Linked DNA regions of Mus musculus: all the other regions are linked to region 1. Evidence: chromatin contacts called from public HiChIP or PLAC-seq and promoter capture Hi-C data. All regions are on one chromosome and are shown on one strand. The core of a region is the stretch at or near the end of the contact, and the rest is flanking DNA. Distances in the headings are between cores, read along the strand shown. Region 1 holds the start of Ptprc (protein tyrosine phosphatase, receptor type, C). Region 2 overlaps Crb1 (crumbs family member 1, photoreceptor morphogenesis associated). Region 3 holds the start of Zfp281 (zinc finger protein 281).

Region 1 (2,700 bases), core at 83-2,582:
AGTTATGTGATACCAGGTAGTCAACCCTATGTACACACAGACAAACACAGACACATACACACACACCTACACATCTACACATCTACACACACACACACACACACACATACACCACTAAACAAACTCAGTAGGTTATACCTTCAGGTGTGTGTGTGTGTGTGTGTGTGTGTGTGAGTGTGTGTATACATGTGTAGGGGTGTGTGTGTATGAGTGTATGTGTGTGTAGGGATGCGTTTATTTGTAGGTGTGTGTGTAGCAATAAAAGTTAAAGAATAAATGGTATGAATTAGGGATGAATCTGTGTATTTGGACATAGGAGGGTTCTGGGGAAAAGAGAGAGTGGGGGGAAATAATGCAAATTCAATATACATGTGAAATTGATCAGGGATGTGTGTGGTGGGGTGGGGAAATACTATGATCAAAAGAAACAAGTTAACTTTGTAAAAGACAAGGCTTGGTTTTCATTGCTCTTCTTTCATTGGTAAATAGCACAGAGCAACCCCAAATGTAGGGGCACTCCTGTCTTGAAGCAGAATTCACTGATGCACAGAGGAGAGTCTCACTCCACCACTCAAGGAGATACCTGCATAAAACTCAATGAAACCACCACCAGCAGCCCTGAAAAACAAATTGGGAGGCTCTTTAAAGCCAGTGAAGGTAGTTTTGCATAGGAAAGCCACATCACCGAGGAAATAGGCATACCATTTGAGTCTGAGCTCCTTATGGTAAATAACAGGAGTTGGCAGACATAAGCAGAAAGACAGTTGGTTTGGGTCACTTGGTCGTCTTCAACGAACTTCAGAGCCTCGTACCAGCTTAGTCACTGTGTTATCTTGCCAACCCCTATGTTGTTATACTCATGTGGAAGCTTGTCATATCTTGGGTAAGAAAATTATTGATGACTTGGGAGGGATGTATTGTTTTTGAATAAAGCTTCCTTAAAAAGATATTAAAAAGGAGCAATATTTATATAGTTTAAAACTGTTTTCCTTTAGAGGAAAATTGAGACGAACCGCTAACAGCATAATTACTTGAATTAAGGAAGTAAGAAGCCATTGCACTGACTTTGAACGACCTTTTTTTTTTTTTTTTTAACTTCCTGCAAAGAGGACCCTTTACAGTATTTTTGGAGAAGTTAGTAAAACCGAATCTGACATCACCATTTAGCAGTGCATGTAGCTAGCAAGTGGTTTGTTCTTAGGGTAAGAGAGTAGGAAACTTGCTCCCCATCTGATAAGACAGAGTGCAAAGTATGCGTTCTTTTCTTTTAGTTTTGACTTAGCTTTACAGAGACAAACTTCAAGAGAGATAACCATTATTTTGCCTTTCAGGGAGACCCTATTTCTTAGGGGCACAGCTGATCTCCAGATATGACCATGGGTTTGTGGCTCAAACTTCTGGCCTTTGGATTTGCCCTTCTGGACACAGAAGTCTTTGTCACAGGTAAGCACACCCATATTCATTTTTACTTCCTTGTATTTTGTTGATTTTGTGGCAAAGGCTAGGTTGAAATGGCTATTTTTAAAAGTTGCGTGTGATGGATATTGAAAGTAAGAAGATTCGTTACTCCATGTTCAAGTTTGCCGTTGTTCAGAGAAACAAGGCCTAGTGGAGGGCAGCATACACTGCTTCTGTTCAAAATACATAAATGTTTCGGGGAAAGATCACACTTTAATAGGAAAGTTGACTCTCTTTGTCTCTCTTTATTTGGAAACTGTTCAGGAATGTAGCTAAAGCAATTGATCCAACCTGCATCTGCTATGGTTAGAGGAATTGTTAATTAAGTCAGCTTTTAATGCTTTTGATCAAAATATGAAAGGTTTAAAATCACGAGACAGCTTTGCTTGTGTGTAAGCCAGTCTCTTCAGACAAAGGGTTGTTTCCTCAAATGTTAATGATTATTAAAATAGGGTTTTGAATGCTCAGCTACAGAAAGGCTGAAGAGCACATTAGGTGCTTTAAAAACTCTCCGTGTTGTCTTACCATCGAATGTGTTTTGAATTAATCATTTTAGTTCTGAGATAATGCTTCCTATGAATTCTGCTGTGGAAATTCTGGTAGAGCCACCGCCCTTCCTGGGTGATGGGTACAGAGTACAGCCTTGAAAAGGTAGACGTGTGTTACAGTTCATAAAATTCCTACAAATGCTGTGTCCTTCAGGACAGGGTGACCAGGCAGGCACTGCTTACTGAAGGTTCAGTCCTTCTTACATATCTGGTCTGGTCAATAATTATTTCTGGAGTAGTTTCTCTTTGAGACATGAGTTGATTATCAAGTTACAGCTAGATGGCATTTCTCCTTGTAGTGTTTAATCTAAGATACTTTTAAATGGGGAAAATAGTTAATTGTATCAGAATTCAATTTTATTTTTTTCCTGATGTTCACTCCTCTCGTTTCCAAAGAAATCCCTGGTACTAAGCCGGCTAACGTCTGCTCTGTGTTGTCTGAGGGCCTGGAAAAGAAATGCAGCCTCAGATACTTGTTTGTTGATGTTATCACAATAAGTTTGTTTTGCTTTTTAATTGGAAAGATGGATTTTTTTTTCAAAAGAAAATCCAGTTAGGTAAGTTGCGAATTTGCTTGGATGAGGTTTATCTGGCATAAGATGATTTTAAACAATGCAGGGCACCACAGAATCTTGTCACAATGCACCAACTACTTCCCAGGTCGTGAGCTCTCTATGATTTTTGTTATAATGTA
Region 2 (2,973 bases), core at 438-2,937, 1.1 Mb before region 1:
TGAACAAGAGATTCATTTTCTCCTTCCCCTAATATTTCATTGATATTCAGAATTATAATCATTGCATTTAAATGTTTTGGTAGAAATTTATTGTATTTACAGTATTTATAAATAAATACACATGCTTTGTTTAATTCATTTTATTAAGTTTACACATATGGATATTAAATTTATATACATAAAAATTAATAAATAATAGTCATGTATGTTATGTTACTCTATTCATTTTGTTAATTAAATGTGTATGTATTCAAATATTCTTCTTCATTTTCTAACTTTCAAGATGTTACTATTATGAACTCATTTTCTACTGCATAATTGTAAGTAATTTTTCTGTCTAAATAAAAAATACTACATTTTCTCTCCTTAAGAAGTTTAAATTTTTCTTAGGAAAGATCATAGTCACTATGCCTATCAGGTTCTCTAAGTCTAAAACTTAAATGTTCATCAATATTGGGAAATTCTTGGCCATTTCATCTTTCAAAATCTCCTTTATCTTTTTTTATTGGCTGCTCTTGTAGATGGTTAGATGGCAATGCTCTTTGTCCTTTATCTTCTGTGATCCTGAGCTGCAATTTCCTTCCTGTTTCTGCTTGCTACACATGGAGCTCAAGTCAGATTCTCCCTTCCAGTAACTGTGATCTGTGTCCAGTCCATTATTTAATTCGCAGTGGGATTCTTATGCCAGTTATGTTTCTAAAAGGTTCTACCCCTTTAATTATTTTAAAATCTTTGACCTCTCCCATTTTAAGATCCATTTATATTTTCAGTTTTCTTAAATAATCCACTATCATTGTAAATTTTTACATCTCTTATTCTCAGTTCACAATCACAATTCTTTGCTTCTTATTTATTGATTCATTTTTAGCGTGATCTCTTATCCCTTGAAATTTTTGTTGGACCTATTTGTTGCCTGGGCTTAAAAGATTTCTCCCCAGAGTTTTTGGGTTTCTTTTATGTCTACTTTAGAGAATATCCAAGTTTCTAACTGTGGCTTTTATGTTGCACAGCACTGTGAATTTAGAATCCACACAAGAAAGCAGATTAGTAATTAGGAATTCTCCAGGAAATTTATTTTTCAGTTGAACAAAGCCTGTCAAAGTTTAGCTAATGCCTGTTACACACATTTGTCTCTTCTGATTCACTCAAAAGATATTCTTCCTTACAGCTTCAATTTGGATATACTATTATCAGGAAGGATTGTATTCATTTTCCTCAAGCTATGGTCCATCCAATTGTCAGCAATCAAAGTCCTATCTTTATCTTGAAGTTTTGTCAAGATAAGTTTCTTCTTATTCCAAACTTTCCATTGTCTACTTTGCCTAAGATAACCATTTCTATCCTAGAGTTTTATGTTTACCAGACATATTGCCACCTTCTTCTAGTTTTGAACTCAGTGCTTACAAAACATTTTTAAAGCCCCTGCCCATTGCTGGTGAGTTTAACCTTGCTTATTCTTTTTGTTCTCTGCCTTGTTGGATTATATTTTTAGGTCTACATCTTTTTTTATCTGCTTGTGGATTTTTATCTCTATTAATGCTTGATATTCCATGAATTAGTCCACTTACATAACTTTGACAAGGAAGTTCTTTAAAAAAAAACATTTAACCGGTTTCTTTTATTATGAAAATGAAAGTGAAAGCATATCATCTTGGGTCTTCTACCCTTAAGTTAAAAACCTCACCAAGCTTTTCCTAAGTTCTCAGCTCTCTGTGGGCAGCACAGTCTTTGTTAATGGAGTCATCACTTGGGGAACAGATGTTTCAAAACTTTTGGTTTTACACTTTTTAAGAATGACTGTCATAATTATGAGCTTTATTCTATTTTGTGGAGTGATTTAAACAAGCGTGCAAATTAAACTGATCACAATGAATTAATTCAGAAAGAAAATACAATTCTATTATCTTTTAGTATTAATTCTATTCAATCCTTTTCATTTCTCTCAGAAATATTTCAACTTTTAAGGTCTAATTTCTGTTCTCTAGTCCTTCTGTTCTCTAGATTAAACTCTGGGGCAATTTTTGATTTTGCTTTTAAACATTGATATAATTTTTAAACTATTAATTGCATTATAGCCAGGGGGAAAACACTGAGGACATTTAGCCTGAGGATTCTCTTGCACTAAGCATTGTACACATTTCTCCCAGGTCGTAGGTTTTAGTCAGGTTGTATGACACTTACACCTCCAGTGTAGATTAGTACAGCGCTGCATCAGAGCTTGCTTGAATGGTGCCTCATCATGTCCAGTGTCTTCTTTCCTCCCGCAGTCTTTAACCTCATCCTCTTGTCTGTTATCTGGCCATTTTCTTTTCCTATTTTTTCTCTTTATTTTCCTAGAAACCAAGTTTTCATGCATTCTAAAAGTTTCTGTGTGTTCCTTTGTAAATTCAATTTTAGCTTTTTTCCCCCCTTTAGCTTTTTGGAGTTATATCTCCTTTCTTTTATGGAACATTAGAGATGGACAAAGGAGATAGATTTATCCTTATTCTAGAAGCACTCTAGCTTTGCAAGTCCACACAAACTCATATATTTATCCAATTACCATGTGCTTTCTCTTTCTACCTTAAAACAAGCAAAACAAAACAGAAAGAAAAAAAAAGATTTCTTTAACACGCTTGGGTGGTAATGAAGCTCTGATTAGTGTGGCTGGGGACAATGAGTTGCTATAGCTGTTCTGAATGTTGAATTTGAGGTTAAACAACTGTCTTTCCTTGAACTTATTTTTTATATGAGCCAATAAAAGCTGTTGTTATATAGCCAGATTTCATTTGAGTTTCCTGTTGATAGATCTCAAATAATTCTGGCAATCTGATATTGACCTGAAGAGTTTCTACCCAGTGGAGAATAAATGTACCATCAACCGGTGTGTATTGAGTAGGATAGGCAGTCCTCAGACCCCACATGGCTCTCTGAAGGACAACGGAGTTCCTCATAGATGTCTGGTAGCTGGTGAACATCTGTTTGAACACCACT
Region 3 (3,066 bases), core at 174-2,673, 1.6 Mb after region 1:
AGTGTCACACTTGTATGGCTTTTCTCCACTATGTGTCCTCTTGTGTCTCTCCATATGGTACTTCTGAATAAACTTCATGCTGCACTGATCGCACCCAAAGGGTTTCTCTCTGCTGTGAATTTTCTCGTGTCTCTGCAGTAGGTATTTCTGGATGAAACCCATACTACACTGGCTGCACTGGAAAGGCCTTTCGCCCGTGTGGATGAGGACATGTCTCCGCAGGTGGTAGGAGCTCCTGAAAGCAGCACTACAGTGATCACAGATATGAGGTTTCTGACTTGGGGACAGGACGGCACCTTCTCCCTCTCCAACCAAAGGTTTGGAAGATGCACTTGGCTTCCTCTTGGCTTTGATTCCCTGAGATTCTGGCTTTGGCCTCTTTGCCTTTTTGACGTTAGCGTCCTGCTTTGGCTCCTGGTTGCCGTGCTCATCAGTCCTGCTACCGCTGCTCAGTAATACATCGCGGTGGTGCTGGGCCGGTTGCTGCTGGGCATGCTGGTGCAGAAGACTGAGGTCTTGGATGACGCCGTGGCTCCCCCCTTCCCCTCCTCCTAGGCCTGGTGATCGCTCTTCAGCCCCAGCGAACAGCCCCCCATAGTGGTGGTGGTGATGGTGGTGGTGGGACGGCTGCTCCTCGGGATCCGCAGGTTTCTCCTGCTTGATGCTCACCAAGGACTGCAAGAATCCCCAGGAGGTCCTCTGCGAAGGGAAGGCCGCGGCTGACGCCGCCGGCTCCTTCTTGAAAGTCATGTCCGGGGCTGGCGGAGGGGGGGGCTCAGCGGCCGGGGCTGCGGAGGTAGAGGAGGATAACACGCACTGCGGGGGAGGGGCGGCCGTCCCCGCCGGCCGGGTGAAGCTGGTGACCGGGGGAAGCCGGTGGTTGAACATAACCATACTCTGGGGGAAGGTGGGCTCCATCTCTGCTCTCCTGCCGCCGCCGCTGCCGCCGCTGGCGCTGCCGGAGCTGCCGCCGGAGCCGCTACCACCGCTACTGCTGGGACCGCCGCCGCCGCTAAGGAACCCGCTGCCGATTTTCATACCCCGGAGGAGGCCTGGCTGCGGAGAGGAGGGAGAGGAGGGAAGAGGGGGAACGGCGGTAGGGCCGGGCCCCGGGCCGGGACCACCGCAGCGTTTGGGACCCGCCGCGCCGCCGCCCAGCCCGCACCGCGCCCGGCTCCCGTCCGCAGCCCCGCCGCCTCCGGCCCGGCGCGCTCGACCCCGCGGCCTTCTTGGCCGCTCCCGCGCCCGCCCCGGCCCGCCGGCCACACTTACGGGTTCCGCCGCCGCCGCAGCCGCCGTCGCCTCCAGTTAATAAAAATAACGCCGTCCTCTCCACAATGGAATTAAAAGCCTCCCCGCTTCTGCGCAGCCGCGGCGCGGTGTCTGCCGGGAAGTCCTCGACCGGACCAGAGGGGCGCTCGGCGAGCCCCGTGCGCCTGCGCCTCAGTTTCCGCCTGGCTAGCCTGTCAATCAAGCGGGCGGTTGGGCGGAGCTGCTGGGGGCTAGGTGGGAGGGGCGGGGACTTGGAGGCGGACAGCGGAGGGTCTTCCGCAGCGAGGGGACGTGATTGGTGGCCCTGCTGAGGGGCAGACAGTGGCTGAGGGTTTCTAGGGAGAAGGCGCTCCGGAGGTGGAGCCCAAGGGGCGGGAAGTCCGGGGACGCCAGGAGAGCGTGTTGCAGCGTGGCGTGGGAGCTGCAGAGGAAGGGGTTAGGGAAGGTGGAGACACTGAAAACTGAACATTGGCATTTGGTTCACTTTAGTGTTTGCAATCCAAGTATTGAATCAAAATCAAACAGAGAATAGGATTCCTTAAGGTACTTGTGATTCTGCCTGAAAGCTTTAAACTCGTAACGGTATTGATTACAGATAGCTTTTACTCCTTTTCAGAATGGAGACAGCAATAACGCTTGTCTTTGCCTTTATTGAAGGAGCCTTTGAGACTGCCATAGAGGAGGGACCGCTGCAGAAAATTGTCTCAGTGCCAGCCTACCTGAAGGCTACGCAAAGGGAAACCACGTGTAATCCCAGGTGCAGCTGTCCTGTAAAACACGCCCACACACACTTCATCATCAGATGGTATTTAAATGCCACGTACTTTCTCAGTTGTCTGAATTTGCTTATTACGTTGAATACTAACTAGCCTCAAATACTGGCCATCGTTCTTGTTTAAAATCTCTGTTAGGATACATACCCCACTCTCCCAACCCCTCCAGTATAGAATACCTAGAAACTTGAAAAGTTGTTCCTTATTCAGTTGGGGGAAATTAGATAAAATCTTGAAATTAAAAGTTCTATCGACAAAACCAAATAGATATTAATTTAGTGCCTAATAATGTATAAAAGGCATTCACAGCGAGCATGCAAAAATCTAAACCAGCAACTTTCCTAGGTGTATTTATACACCACAGACTTTTTAATAAAAAGACCTGGAGAACAGTTATTTACATAGTGTGTTTTCTTAAAGAAATCACACGTCCATATTCTCATAGTGTTTCTCGAGATGACTTCTTGTAATAACTTCCTTGAGAAATTTTGCAATTAAAGCCATAGCGGTGTATTGTTTACCAACACAGGCCTCTCTGAGCCTGCCCAGAAACCTTAAAACTGTATTTTATGAATAGTTTCATGAGGCATTGTATCTTCCTAGCCCCATGGAACTACAGTTAAATTATTTCCTGAAACTACCAGGTATAGCTAAGCGTTGAACACTGAAAATTCAAAAACTTCAGACAGTAATAAAATATTAGTCAGTGCCAGTGAGAAATGAGGCTGTCCCTGTACTCAGGGTGTCCATGTTTAATGGTAAAGCTGGGCTGCACATAAGCCAGCCCAAGCATGAAGGGCAGTGGGACACTCATATGAAAGCCAACTTTGTTCTACAGTTATCAAGATAAGAAACCTGTCATTTCTCTCATTCACGCTGTCAGCCTTGAGCTACTCCAAGCAGACTTACCTCTAGGTTGTATACCCCATATATCAGGAAGATGAAGAGACCCTGTAAAATAAAACGGAGGGGGAAAGCTGTTAGCGCTAATCATTCCGCCAGTGGAAATGCCCGAAATAAA

Evidence for each region. Promoter capture Hi-C pulls out the DNA fragments that hold promoters and counts their contacts. HiChIP or PLAC-seq counts read pairs in DNA pulled down with a chosen protein or histone mark.
Region 2: an H3K27ac HiChIP or PLAC-seq map of large pre-B cells shows a contact between it and region 1, with 4 times the contacts expected there. The contact joins the enhancer-like site here to the promoter of Ptprc in region 1. A contact is called at or near these places in 8 of 39 promoter capture datasets (the 3T3-L1 cell line, 3T3-L1-derived adipocytes, cranial neural crest and 5 more) and 1 of 115 datasets of contacts at active chromatin or transcription factors (large pre-B cells).
Region 3: a contact with region 1 is called in a promoter capture Hi-C map of neutrophils, with 4 times the contacts expected there. The contact joins the promoter of Zfp281 here to the promoter of Ptprc in region 1. A contact is called at or near these places in 1 of 39 promoter capture datasets (neutrophils), 1 of 484 Hi-C or Micro-C datasets (B cells) and 1 of 115 datasets of contacts at active chromatin or transcription factors (regulatory T cell precursor).

The regions. Positions count from the first base shown.
Region 1 is chr1:138,173,758-138,176,457 of GRCm38.p6, reverse strand. Ptprc (protein tyrosine phosphatase, receptor type, C) reads left to right here and starts at 1,332. Exons shown (of 32, transcript NM_001111316.2): 1 at 1,332-1,443. The coding sequence starts at 1,371.
Region 2 is chr1:139,262,020-139,264,992 of GRCm38.p6, reverse strand. The region is part of intron 5 of Crb1 (crumbs family member 1, photoreceptor morphogenesis associated); the gene reads left to right. Among named protein-coding and RNA genes, the nearest start is that of Gm41960, 96 kb to the right of the region's middle. Within about 2 kb of position 1,687, at least 17 of the 459 cell types and tissues checked have an H3K27ac peak or open chromatin away from gene starts, as enhancers often do.
Region 3 is chr1:136,623,258-136,626,323 of GRCm38.p6, reverse strand. Zfp281 (zinc finger protein 281) reads right to left here and starts at 1,423. Exons shown (of 2, transcript NM_177643.4): 1 at 1,273-1,423; 2 at 1-1,052. The coding sequence starts at 1,038.